Linked DNA regions of Sus scrofa: region 2 is linked to region 1. Evidence: chromatin contacts called from public HiChIP or PLAC-seq data. All regions are on one chromosome and are shown on one strand. Each heading gives the region's core, a stretch centred on a gene start, on an enhancer-like site or on the middle of the called end of the contact. The rest is flanking DNA. Distances are from core to core; before and after follow the strand shown.

What was found. HiChIP or PLAC-seq counts read pairs in DNA pulled down with a chosen protein or histone mark.
Region 2: a contact with region 1 is called in an H3K27ac HiChIP or PLAC-seq map of alveolar macrophages. The contact joins two enhancer-like sites. A contact is called at or near these places in 2 of 2 datasets of contacts at active chromatin or transcription factors (alveolar macrophages and skeletal muscle).

What each region holds. Positions count from the first base shown.
Region 1 is chr13:109,836,213-109,841,702 of Sscrofa11.1, forward strand. The region is part of intron 2 of TNIK (TRAF2 and NCK-interacting protein kinase); the gene reads right to left. Among named protein-coding and RNA genes, the nearest start is that of TNIK, 210 kb to the right of the region's middle. Within about 2 kb of position 2,674, at least 1 of the 83 cell types and tissues checked has an H3K27ac peak or open chromatin away from gene starts, as enhancers often do. A contact at or near this core is called in alveolar macrophages, where this site is marked.
Region 2 is chr13:110,102,188-110,107,677 of Sscrofa11.1, forward strand. All of the region lies in intron 5 of LOC106507999 (a long non-coding RNA gene), which reads left to right. Among named protein-coding and RNA genes, the nearest start is that of TNIK, 53 kb to the left of the region's middle. Within about 2 kb of position 2,259, at least 13 of the 83 cell types and tissues checked have an H3K27ac peak or open chromatin away from gene starts, as enhancers often do. A contact at or near this core is called in alveolar macrophages, where this site is marked.

The DNA.
Region 1 (5,490 bases), core at 1,424-3,923:
GGAGCTTGCCTAGACTTCAACGAGAGACCTGAAATTACTACGAGATTATGAAAAAGGAGCAAGGAAGCTACTTAGAAAGATTTGTATAAGCTTCCTAATCACTTTGCACTTTACACCATTATGAACACTTTCTTTCTGTATTACCAATATTTTCAGATACTCTTGGGAAATACAGTATTAAAGCAAATGATTTGGAAAAGCAGGTTGGAATAAAAGGACACAGGAATTCAGATCTGATGACATGTCTACCTCCATTGCGTATAAAGGAGCCAGCTGTGTAGGGAGCAGGGTCCTATAAAACAAAGGCCTTAGGCCTTTCCTCTTCGTTACTACACTTTAGGTAAAGATGGAATTAATACTAAGTCCACAACCTAAATCAAAGTTAGAAAAGTTAGAGACTCTTGTGAGAGTGGTCTGAACAATTTGGGGAAAGATGTCAACAGATTTATATCATAAGCTAAGAACAGGCTGAAAAGAATATATAGTAACAAGCATTAACTATATGAATGTCACCAGAACAATGGATCTCCTTTTTATATGAAAAGTAAGGGGAACAATGGATTTGACTTATAATTTAAATTTTAAAAATGTTCCTATAAAGTAGATTTGTGAGAGTGATTGAAGGGTCACAGTTAGCTCAGAAGGTTGGGACATCTTTTAAGATACTTCCGCACAAACAGAATTAGATCGTTAGGACTTATATGATGAAGGTGTTACAGTACTCCATAATGGAAAAAGAGAAGACCAGAATAGATGTTAAAAATATGTACAGTAATTCTTTTTTTAAACAACTTATACATTTCTTTCCCATAGAGCATCTCATTTGCTTTTGGTAACTTTCCTCTGAATACCTACCCACACAATATGAATAAAACACTATTGCTTGCACTCATGGAACTCATAGCCATGGGTTTCCTAGAGGATACGTTTTTAATATTGTGGATATTTTAAGTAAATGAATATCAAGTCCTGTTTAAATGGTAAGAAAAAGAGAATTGGAGGTGGGGAGTAGAAAAGGAATAGAGGTAGGTGTTTGTGTACAGCAGTCTTGAAAACATGAGGGAAACAAAGGTAAGGAAAACTGGAGAGTGGAACTCGAGGTAGAGGGCAGAGTGCTAAATGTGAACTAGAGTGAGAGAGAGCGAGGGAAGCAGAAGGAAAAGGAGAGACAGTGAGAGGGTGGGAGGGAAAGAGGCTGCAGACAGAGAGAATGTTTCAGAAGACGTTAATAAACACAGATCACCCTGTCGTGCCATATTCTGAAAATCATGGACTGAGGTGGTCCCATGTCCTGAAGAAGGGAGAGGAGAAATGTGTACGAGGCAACTTTGAGCTGGACTTGCTTAGATAAACATCATCCAAACACTTCCCAAGTCAAATAAAAAGGGGCTCCGATTGAGACAACAGTGGAAACTAAGATGACTCTGCAACTGCAAGTAATAAATTAGACACCACTGAACCACTGGGATAGAGAATCGGTTAAAGAAAATGTCTTCATATTCATACTTCAAAACAAGAGAGATTCTAATTACATCAATAAAAATAGAGGAGGTGGAAATAATAAAGAGCATATATTTTATTTTTAACAGCTAATGCCTACTGACTGTTTACTATGTCAGGACTGCTTTAAGCATTTTATATATGTTAACTCACCATAACCAACTCTGAGATAGGTATTATTAGTATCTTCATTTTATGGATAAGGAAACTAAGGCACAATGAGGTGTTGACTTGTTGAAAATATCTGTTTTAAGATACGTAGAATCTCATTGATGTTCATTTCACTTACTGCATTTTTTAATGCTTTGTTAATAAGCAAAAAATATTTCACAAGGCTTTCAGGAGTTTATTTGCAACCTTATCTTTCTAGCATTAGTTTCTCCCACAAAATCTTGTGTTTTCAGCTATATATAATTTCTCAAAATGAGGTTTTCAGACTCTGAGCTTGAGAAACTGATATTATGATGGACAGATGACCAACATTTCAGAGAATCAGAGCCAGAGCAGCCAACTCAGATGGGGCTAGACAGGAATGGTAGCAAATTTAAGAGTTTGAGTCCGAAATGATCAAAGGAACTAGATGAGGAGAAAGACAGGGAAGGATTTTTAAGGCACTGAGCATTAAAGGTATTGGTCCACATATTTGGAAAAGCCAGACTCTATGTGTGGCTGTGACAACATGTGTATTGAAAACAGCAGGAAAGAAGGTTGAAGAAATAGACAAGGTCAATCCAGATGAGCTTCCCATTTCGTGCTAAAGAGTATAACACTAGAGGGTTTCATCTGGGAGTCACAGGATCAGATTGGATTCCAGAAAGGACACTCTGTCACTGTCATCCACACCCCTTCCTTGTCTCTCCAATAACCACCACCAGCTAGAGGACTATAATTCATTCATCCCCTACCATGATTTGGAGACTCTTTAACCAGTCAGGCTCTGAAACCAAGTCAGCGGCAGAGAGAATGGATCCAATGAATAAATAGGAAGTAGAACCAACAGAATTTTTACATGGGAAGGAGCTGACTTTTCTGGTGTGTGACTCTGGGTGGGTCAGGGAACCATTTCTTGAGACAGAAGACTGCTGAGAAAACATGAAGAGGGGAGGAGGTAACTTTAGTTTGAAATGTACATGGTTTTAGAGGCTGGATTAACACCCAGACACGTGTCCACTAGGCAACCAGCTGGGGAAGCTAAGCCTCAGGGGGTTGAATTGGTCTGATTGAGACAGAAGAACTCACAAAGGACACTAAGAAAAAATAATCAGATGGTGGGAAAAGAGGAAGTTGTAATGTCAAAGGAAGTGAAGGAAGGAGAAAATTTCAAAAAGGAGGGTGTGGTGAGTTTCAAAAGGAGGGTATAGTCAGAATCAGAGGCTACAGGAGACCACATGAAACAAGGACTGCAAAGGGCTCATTCCATCTGGCAATGATGAGACCCCCCTGGGGAGAGAAGCGGGAATTATGAGGCAGAGATAGAAGCTAGATTAAACAGAGGGGAGGAAAAAATGGGAGGTGACCAACTGGAGACAAAGAAGGCAGAAAAATGTTGTCTGAGTCTGGAGAGAGATGGAAACTGATACTGAGATCTCACTGAAGAAGTCTGTGCTCACAGGGCTGGTCAGCCCACAGGGTCACCTGAGGGAAGAGGTGATACAGGGAGAAAGGGGGGAGGTCCCAGAAACTGGAGAAGGAGGGCATTCACACCCATAGAGGAGGGCAGTCGAATCTCCAGGAGAAGAAGGGAAAGGTCTTGCACCAAGACAGGATGGGAAGAGGTAAGAGGGTGGGTGGGCAGAGATGCACTGCAGGAGGCAGAGAGACACTGCAGGATACCTGTCCACTGGCTCGGCTTCCTCTAAGAGGCAGGCAAGAAGTTCACCCGTGGAGAGAATTTGAAGCCAGGGGCAGTGGAAGGGGACAGAGGTAAAGTCTGGAGTAATTCTTTCAGAGAACAGGAGAAGGGACTGAGCAGGTATGTACCTTAGATGATTAAGTGGTCCTGAGTCTCAGTGAGGCTGGGGTTTGCACTCTCCCCACCCCAGTTGTGCTGCACAGCTCAAACGCAGGAAAGAAAGCAAATGGTTGAAATGATCTTAAGTAAGGTGACTACAAGGTGGACATTTGGCAATAACAGAGGAGAGAGCACTTGTTGGCTTAAAATGACTAAAATAAGGACTGGTGGGGCCCAATGTTGGAAAGACAGATTATTCAAGTTTCAAGGGTATTGAGAGGCTGACAGAGACCGGAGGGCTTGTTCACAAAGAACAGGTGTGCAGGGTGGTAGGGAGTGTAAACAGGAGAGTCAAGGGCTGTGTTCTGAGATTGGGACGCTCCAAACTGAAGATCTGAAAAGCAGAATAGACCAGGGTCATGATAAGTCCAGGTGTGAATCACAAGAGTGGGGTGACATTACAGGTAATAGTAATACAATTACAGTATTGATATTATCCCATTTCACTAATGAGCCAAAGATTAGGGGACTTATTCAAAATCACAGTGAAAGAATGGTAAAGCCAAGGTTTTAATCCAGACTTTTGCTGCCAAATCCTGTGGTATTTCATTTCACTTGGTACTTTTTCCCCCCAACCTTTGAATAAGAAGTAATAAGACTGTGATTTTGCTTTCAGTCTAGAACCGAGTTATAAATCAAAGAAAGCTATAAATCTGACTTAAAATGCAAGTGAACATGACAGTATTATTTTCAGTGTTCTGGTTATTACCTCTAGTGTAGAAGCTTATGAAACTCTGTTAAAATGAATCTTTCTGCAGTGTTTTCTTATTATAAAAACATTAAAAGTAAATAGCTATCTAACACGGCAACAAAAATAGTGAAGCATTATTTTAGCTTATAAAACATAAATCTAGCCTGAAGGGGAATGTCGGTCATTATTTCACCGCACTGCAGGCCACTAGCTATCAAGTACCAAGATGTTTTAGGATGATAAGGAGATAGAACATCACATATTTTCAACCCAGGTATGTCGAGGTATATACCCAAATGTGAACATCAGATTTGTTCAAATGTAAATGGGGCTGTCTTTTTCTTTAAGAAGACTCACTAGCACCCAGATAATCCAAGGAGGCTGAGGATGCTGGAGGCTGGCGGAATGGTAAATTAGAAGCCTGCTGCAGTTAGTTACCACTAACCCCATCCTGGGCAGCCCTAAGGATATTATACATGAAGAGGCATATTCACATGGAACGCTGGTGGTAAACATAATTCAGCTTGGAATAATTCATTACAAAAGGCAAATGAAAGGATGTCAAATTTGCTACTTATGACATTAGTTATCCCTGCCCTCTCTTTAATATACATTGAAGTGAGGAGCCTGCAGGAAATATTCTTCACACATTCTCACATACAATTATTCCAAAGCTATTTATTTCACCCACTCTTTTTAAATTTATTTTTATTTTATTTATTTATTTATTGTCTTTTTTGCCTTTTCTAGGGCTGCCCATGGCATATGGAGCTTCCCAGGATAGGGGTCCAACTGGAGCTGTTGCTGCCGGCCTGCGCCACAGCCACAGCCACAGCAATGCAGGATCTGAGCCGCGTCTATGACCTTCACCACAGCTCACGGCAACACTGGATCCTTAACCCACTGAGCAAGGCCAGGGATTGCACCCACAATCTCATGGTTCCTAGTCAGATTCGTTAACCACTAAGCCACGACAGGAACTCCCTGCACTTTTTTTTTAAATTTTATTTTTTAAAAAATTGAATTATAGTTGATTTACAATATTGTGTTAATTTCAGATATATAGCAAAATGATTAATTATACACACACACACACACATATTTTCAGATTTTTTTCTCTTACAGGTTATTACAAAATATTGAATATAGTTCCCTGTGCTGTACACTAAGTCCTTGTGGTTATCTATTTTATATATAGTAGTCTGCTTATGTTAATTCCAACCTAATTTATCCCTGTTTACCCTTTCCTCTTTGGTAACCATACATTTGTTTCCTATGTCTGCGGGAC
Region 2 (5,490 bases), core at 1,009-3,508, 270 kb after region 1:
AATGATGAGATTGTGGGTTCAATCCCTGGCCTTGCTCATTGAGAGGGATCTGGTGTTGCTGTAAGCTGTGGTATAGGTAGCAGACACAACTCGGATCCCGTGTTGCTGTGACTGTGGTGTAGGTCGGAGGCTACAGCTCCAACTGGACCCCTAACCTGGGAACCTCTATATGCCGAGAGTGTGGCCCTAAAAAGCAAAAGCAAAAAAAAAAAAGACTCACAAACTGATGAGGAGGAGGTTGGCCTTAGATGAACTAATAGGGCATGTATTTTTTTTAACCTGGGCGAATTTTGTAAAGGACATCAACTGAATGGCCGTGTGACCTGGTTTTGTAATCATGTCTGGTACTTTTGTGGCAGTTTCCCCTTTCAAAGGGCTTTCCCTTTTGAGTCTCAAACCTACTCTTGAAGCAAGTAGGACTGGAATTTTCATCCCTGTTTCAGAGATGAGGAAACGGGGGCTCAGAGAGGTTAAATAATTCCTTTGGGGCCTCCCAGCTAAAAGTCTAAGACTGATTCTGTGATAGTAAGCTAACTTTTGTTAGGCCAGCAGCCAAGTTCCAACTCAGGAAGAGAGAGAAATAGAACTTCATGGATATAGGGATGGGCTAAAATTTTCCTTAAGTTATTAACAGGCATTTTTATTTATGTTTTTATACCACAGGTCTACAGTTCCTTATCTGCAATCCCTGGGGTTGTCTGTGCTGTGACATTTAGAATATTTCAGATACACCCCCCTACTCTGAACCCCCCCCCACTAGCAAGGAATACCTCATAATTAAACATACCAATTTTTTTGCAGCATAATATGTAAACGAGATAAAGATTATTAATGGCTTCATTCTCCAGTTCATATCAGTCAGATTTTACCACCAAGTGAGCTCACTATAGATTTGTAAATGAAACAGAAACTTTTCTGTTTCAAACATTTTTAGACTTTGGGGTTGTGGGAAATGGAATTGTATTCAGACTCTGAAGCTGATCACCAATTGCACTTTCTGCTGTGGGGCGGTGTCTCTCGCTGGCCTAGCGGGATGTCCTCAAGCTTTCTGCAGGAAGGCTGACTGGAACAAACAGTTTGCACCTGCTTGTCTGTCTTCCGTAGCTGGCACTCTCTCAAAGGGCCTTGGCTGAGTTTGAAGTATAGTTCCAAGCTTTGGGGAGACAGGCCAGTGAACTCAGCTAATAAACTCTTTTATCCCAAATCCCTAAGGGTGAGAGGAGAAAAGAAAAAGAAATTAAAATGGAATAGCAGCTGGCTTTCAACTCCATGAGAGCTGATCACGTGATGAAGCCAGAGGCATCTCATCAAGAAAGTCCAAATTTGATGAAGTAATTTCGTTCTGGAAGCCTTAGCCGAGTCAGACCCGCAAGGAACCCATTATAAAGTCATCAAGATTGGTTGACGGAAGTGGGATCTATACATTACTATTCATGGCAGTAATAACTATGACGCCACTCCCATTTCCGTCCCCACCTATGAGACAAGGCTGGGCCCTTTCCTGTGCAAGAGGAGATAGAGAATGTTTTCCCGAGGACACTCACACTTGCTGCGTTTTCCCAATAAGCCTTCTTATCAACGTACTTCCAGTGGAGTAGGGGTGGCTTTGTTGTCTAATTGTCCCTGGTGATTGGTTGAATGTCATTCTGTGTCAAGGTGTCACCTCTTACTCGGGTGGGTAAATGGCGCAGAGGTGGATGAGTGTGTGGCCTAGGGGTGAGCCGAGGGTCCGCTCCCCACTGCCCCGAGCTCTGCCACAATTAACTGAAAGAGCAGGCTTTGCCGACTCTGGGTCCTGGAATGTCTGAGAGGCTGCTCAGCCTGCAGCAAAAGGGAGAACATTCACCTCTGATGAAGGAGAGAGGAAATACATTTTGAGCAAAGCTTTTTTGTGGTTTTTTTTTTTTTTTTTTTTTTTTTACTCCGTACTCATTTATTTCCCTCGTACTTCATCTACAGTGATCTTTGAAATCTAATCAATTATTTTGTATCTTCCTTTTATGAAGAAAAAAACGTGAGGGTCACTAATCTCAGTGTAGCCCCTTTTGCAGAGCGATTCCCTTATCTCTTCGTGCACCTGACTCGATCCAGTTTTTGAAAGGACTTTTTTTTTGAACACTTCCTGTGCATGTAGGGCTCTGATGCCACAGATAACTGGGTTTTAATTGCAGGCCGACCACTTACAGACTGTGAGAATCTGGATAAGTTACTTAGCTCTCCTCAACTGTAATATGGGAATAACGTATGAGAAATCTGTTGTGAAACTCAAATGAGGTAATAAAAGGGACTGTTACATAACAGAAGCTCAAGAAAGGTTTATTCTAACTAGATGTGTAGGGAAATGTAAAGATGAATAAAATACACACATACTTCTTCAGTGAAGGGAAAATATGGGATGGGTTTTTTAAATGGGTTGAGGGCATAGAGAAGAGAGAATGAATTTAAACTGTGACATGAAGTCTGCGCATTTGATCTGGGACTGGACAGGCAAATAGAATATCAACAGGCTGGGGAATGAGAATGAGGAAATTGAGGAAGTCAAAAGTGCTTCTAGGCAGAAAAAAGAGTGACACAGAAGCAGGCAAGAAATGGGAAAGAGAAATTATGCTGTAAGACCTAGCCTGTCCCAATATTGCACAAACTAAAAATATTTTCTCCCAATAGCCTCACAATTATTCTGTTATTTGCTGAAGCAAGTGTTATGATTTGGCATTGGAAAAATAGTCAATCTAAATGTATGATGGGGTAAGATTAGGTGGGAGAGGAGAGTGGGGAGTTAGTTCATTAAGTTTGGAAAGGGCCTTGAATGGGACATCCTTAAAGTGAGGTCCAGCAAGTAACCTAATAGGCTTTTGGGCTTGAAGGGCATGGGTTCAGGAACCTTATGGCATTATTGTACAGGGTGAGTCAGAGGGGAGAGAGGCAAGGGCAGGGCAAGGGGGGATTAATCAAGGGTTAATTGTAGCTAAGGCAGAATAAATACAAATCATTCAGTTTGCCAAATACAAAACTAAAAAAGCATAGCTTTACAGACAGAAGAGGTACCTCAAGAAGCAAGTTTTTGACTGGAAAACCAATCAGAAGCCAGGGCTACTCTGCTTAGGTACCAGCCCTGTCATAGGGCTTGTTCTGTCTGCTCCGGGGCTCAAGTGTCCTCCAGTGACTGGCCTTGACATTTTAACATACAGCCATCCAAAAAATGAGTCACCATGCTTACCTCCTACCACTAATAAGGTTATGTGCATCACAAACTGCCTCCCTGTGGGAGGGGGTCTGACAAGGCCAGAGCATTTGAAACAGATGATGCAATCCCACAGAAGTGGGTGAATGCAACCTGGCAAGTGGAGCTAGCTCTAGTGCTAGATGGCAAGCCATTTCATGTGATTAGAGACGATTTGTAGGTAGCATAAACAGTGATTCTTTATGCCTACATCTCTGTCTTGTTAGCTTTTCACCCTTCTTTTCCTAGAAAAGACAAGACCAGCCCAACTGTTCAATTCTATTGATGATTTGGAAGAAAATACAGGAGACTGAAGTAACTGGAATATGGTTTGCAAATGTACTACAGTAAGGTGGGGACTCAAGTACATTAAACAGCCTTCTAAACAGCTTTAGGTAGGAGACTCTCCCCACTGCACTAACTTTCACCAGTCATAACAAAAAAGGAATTTCTACTGAGCTGACCAAGACTAGCAAAATGTTTCTAACCCATACAGCTGGGGCTCCCATAACTTTTTCTCTGGTAAGTTTGAGTTTTCCTCTAGGGAAATAATTCTGCTTCTTTCTTCTCTGAAGTTCAGCCCTGAGTGTACAGCAGAAATTGCCTGCAGCTACTCTGCTATGCCCAGAAGCACCCTCCAGAAAGAATTTAAATGCATTCAGAAGATCAGCTGTCTTCCTAAATGACACCAATAGGGATGTGAGGCAAACTGAGAGGAGTTGCTCCAAGCATTTGCTACTCCATGACTACAATGCAAAACTATGGCTGCTTGATGGAGAGGGCAATAGAGCTAGGGTCTCAGGGGAAAACCGTCGTCTTCTCTGACTTGGTGTAGTCATGGTCATCTGTCCACCTTGGCCTTGGCAGGGGCTGTCTCAGGATTTGTCTTATAGACCAATTCTTGAAAGCAATTGAATTTGGGAAGAATTTTGTGTAAGATGCTGAGGTATGTGTTGATACAGTTTGCAAATAGAGAGGACAGTTTGCAAATAGAGAGGCTCTAACTTCAGCTTGGGACTTGCCTCCTTGGGACTCAGCTTCTCTTAAATTCTACTTCTCTTACAATTAATTACTATGCCTAGCATTTAGCTCTTGCTGCCCTCTGGAGAAAGAAATAAGGGGCTCTTTAAGTACTATCCAGAGACACTCACCCTTTGATTTTTTTTTTTTTTTTTTTTTGGCTGCCCTGAGACATACAGAGTTCCCTGGCCAGGGATCAGATCCAAGCTGCAGTTGCAACCTATACTGCAATGCTGGATCCTTGATCCACTGTGCCAAGCCAGAGATGGAACCTTCGTCCTAGTGCTCCAGAGATGCCACTGATCCAATTACGCACCACAGTGGGAACTCCTCACCCTTTGCTTTGAATTGGCTACTCGGTTGCACAGTTTTTTAGCGTTATTTCCCCTCATAGCTTTCAAATGTCAGAGATGTTGTACAAGCTTCTTCTTCTATCCCCATTTTCTACAAGTGAAAGCTTTAGCAGTTGCTTTGTCACAACATGCCATGAACTATCAATACTTACCACTAGTGATGAGGTCATTGTCACTTGGCTGGTGAGTGAACCAGTTCCAGAATTCCATGATTATAGTTTGATTCCCAGAATCACTCAATTATGTCAAGTTGGTTGATTGTATTGCTCGAGTTTTCTATGTACTTACTGATTTTTGCCAACTTGTTCTAGCAATTCCCAAGGGAGGTGTATTGAGATTTCCAAATATCATTGTGAATTTGTCTATTTCTTTTTTCAGTTCTTTTAGTTTTTGTATCAAGTATTTTGATGCTCTTATTAGGTACATACAAGTTAAGGATTGTTTTGACATCTTTACATCTTTATGAATTAACCTATTTCTAACTCTATAATGTTCCTTTCTATCTCAGGTAATATTTTTTGTTCTGAAGTCTACTTAGATATTAATATTATCACTCTGGTTTTCATTTTATTAGTGTTTGAAAAGCTGTTTTGTTATACTCTTCCTTCAATCTAGCTGCATTATTTTTTAAAGTATGTTTCTTATAAATAACATGTAGTTGTTCTTATTTTTCTTTCCAAGCTGACAATCTCTGTGAATTGGAATGTTTAGACTATGTATTTATATTTGGTATAATAGTTGATATGGCTAGATTTAAATCTACCATATTGCTCTTTATTTTCCATTTCTCTATCTGTTCTTTGTTTCTTTCTTCCTTCTTTACTCATTTATTTTACTTTATGTTTTGTGATCCTATTTTAATGTCACAGTTGGTTTATTATCTTACTTCCTTAGTTT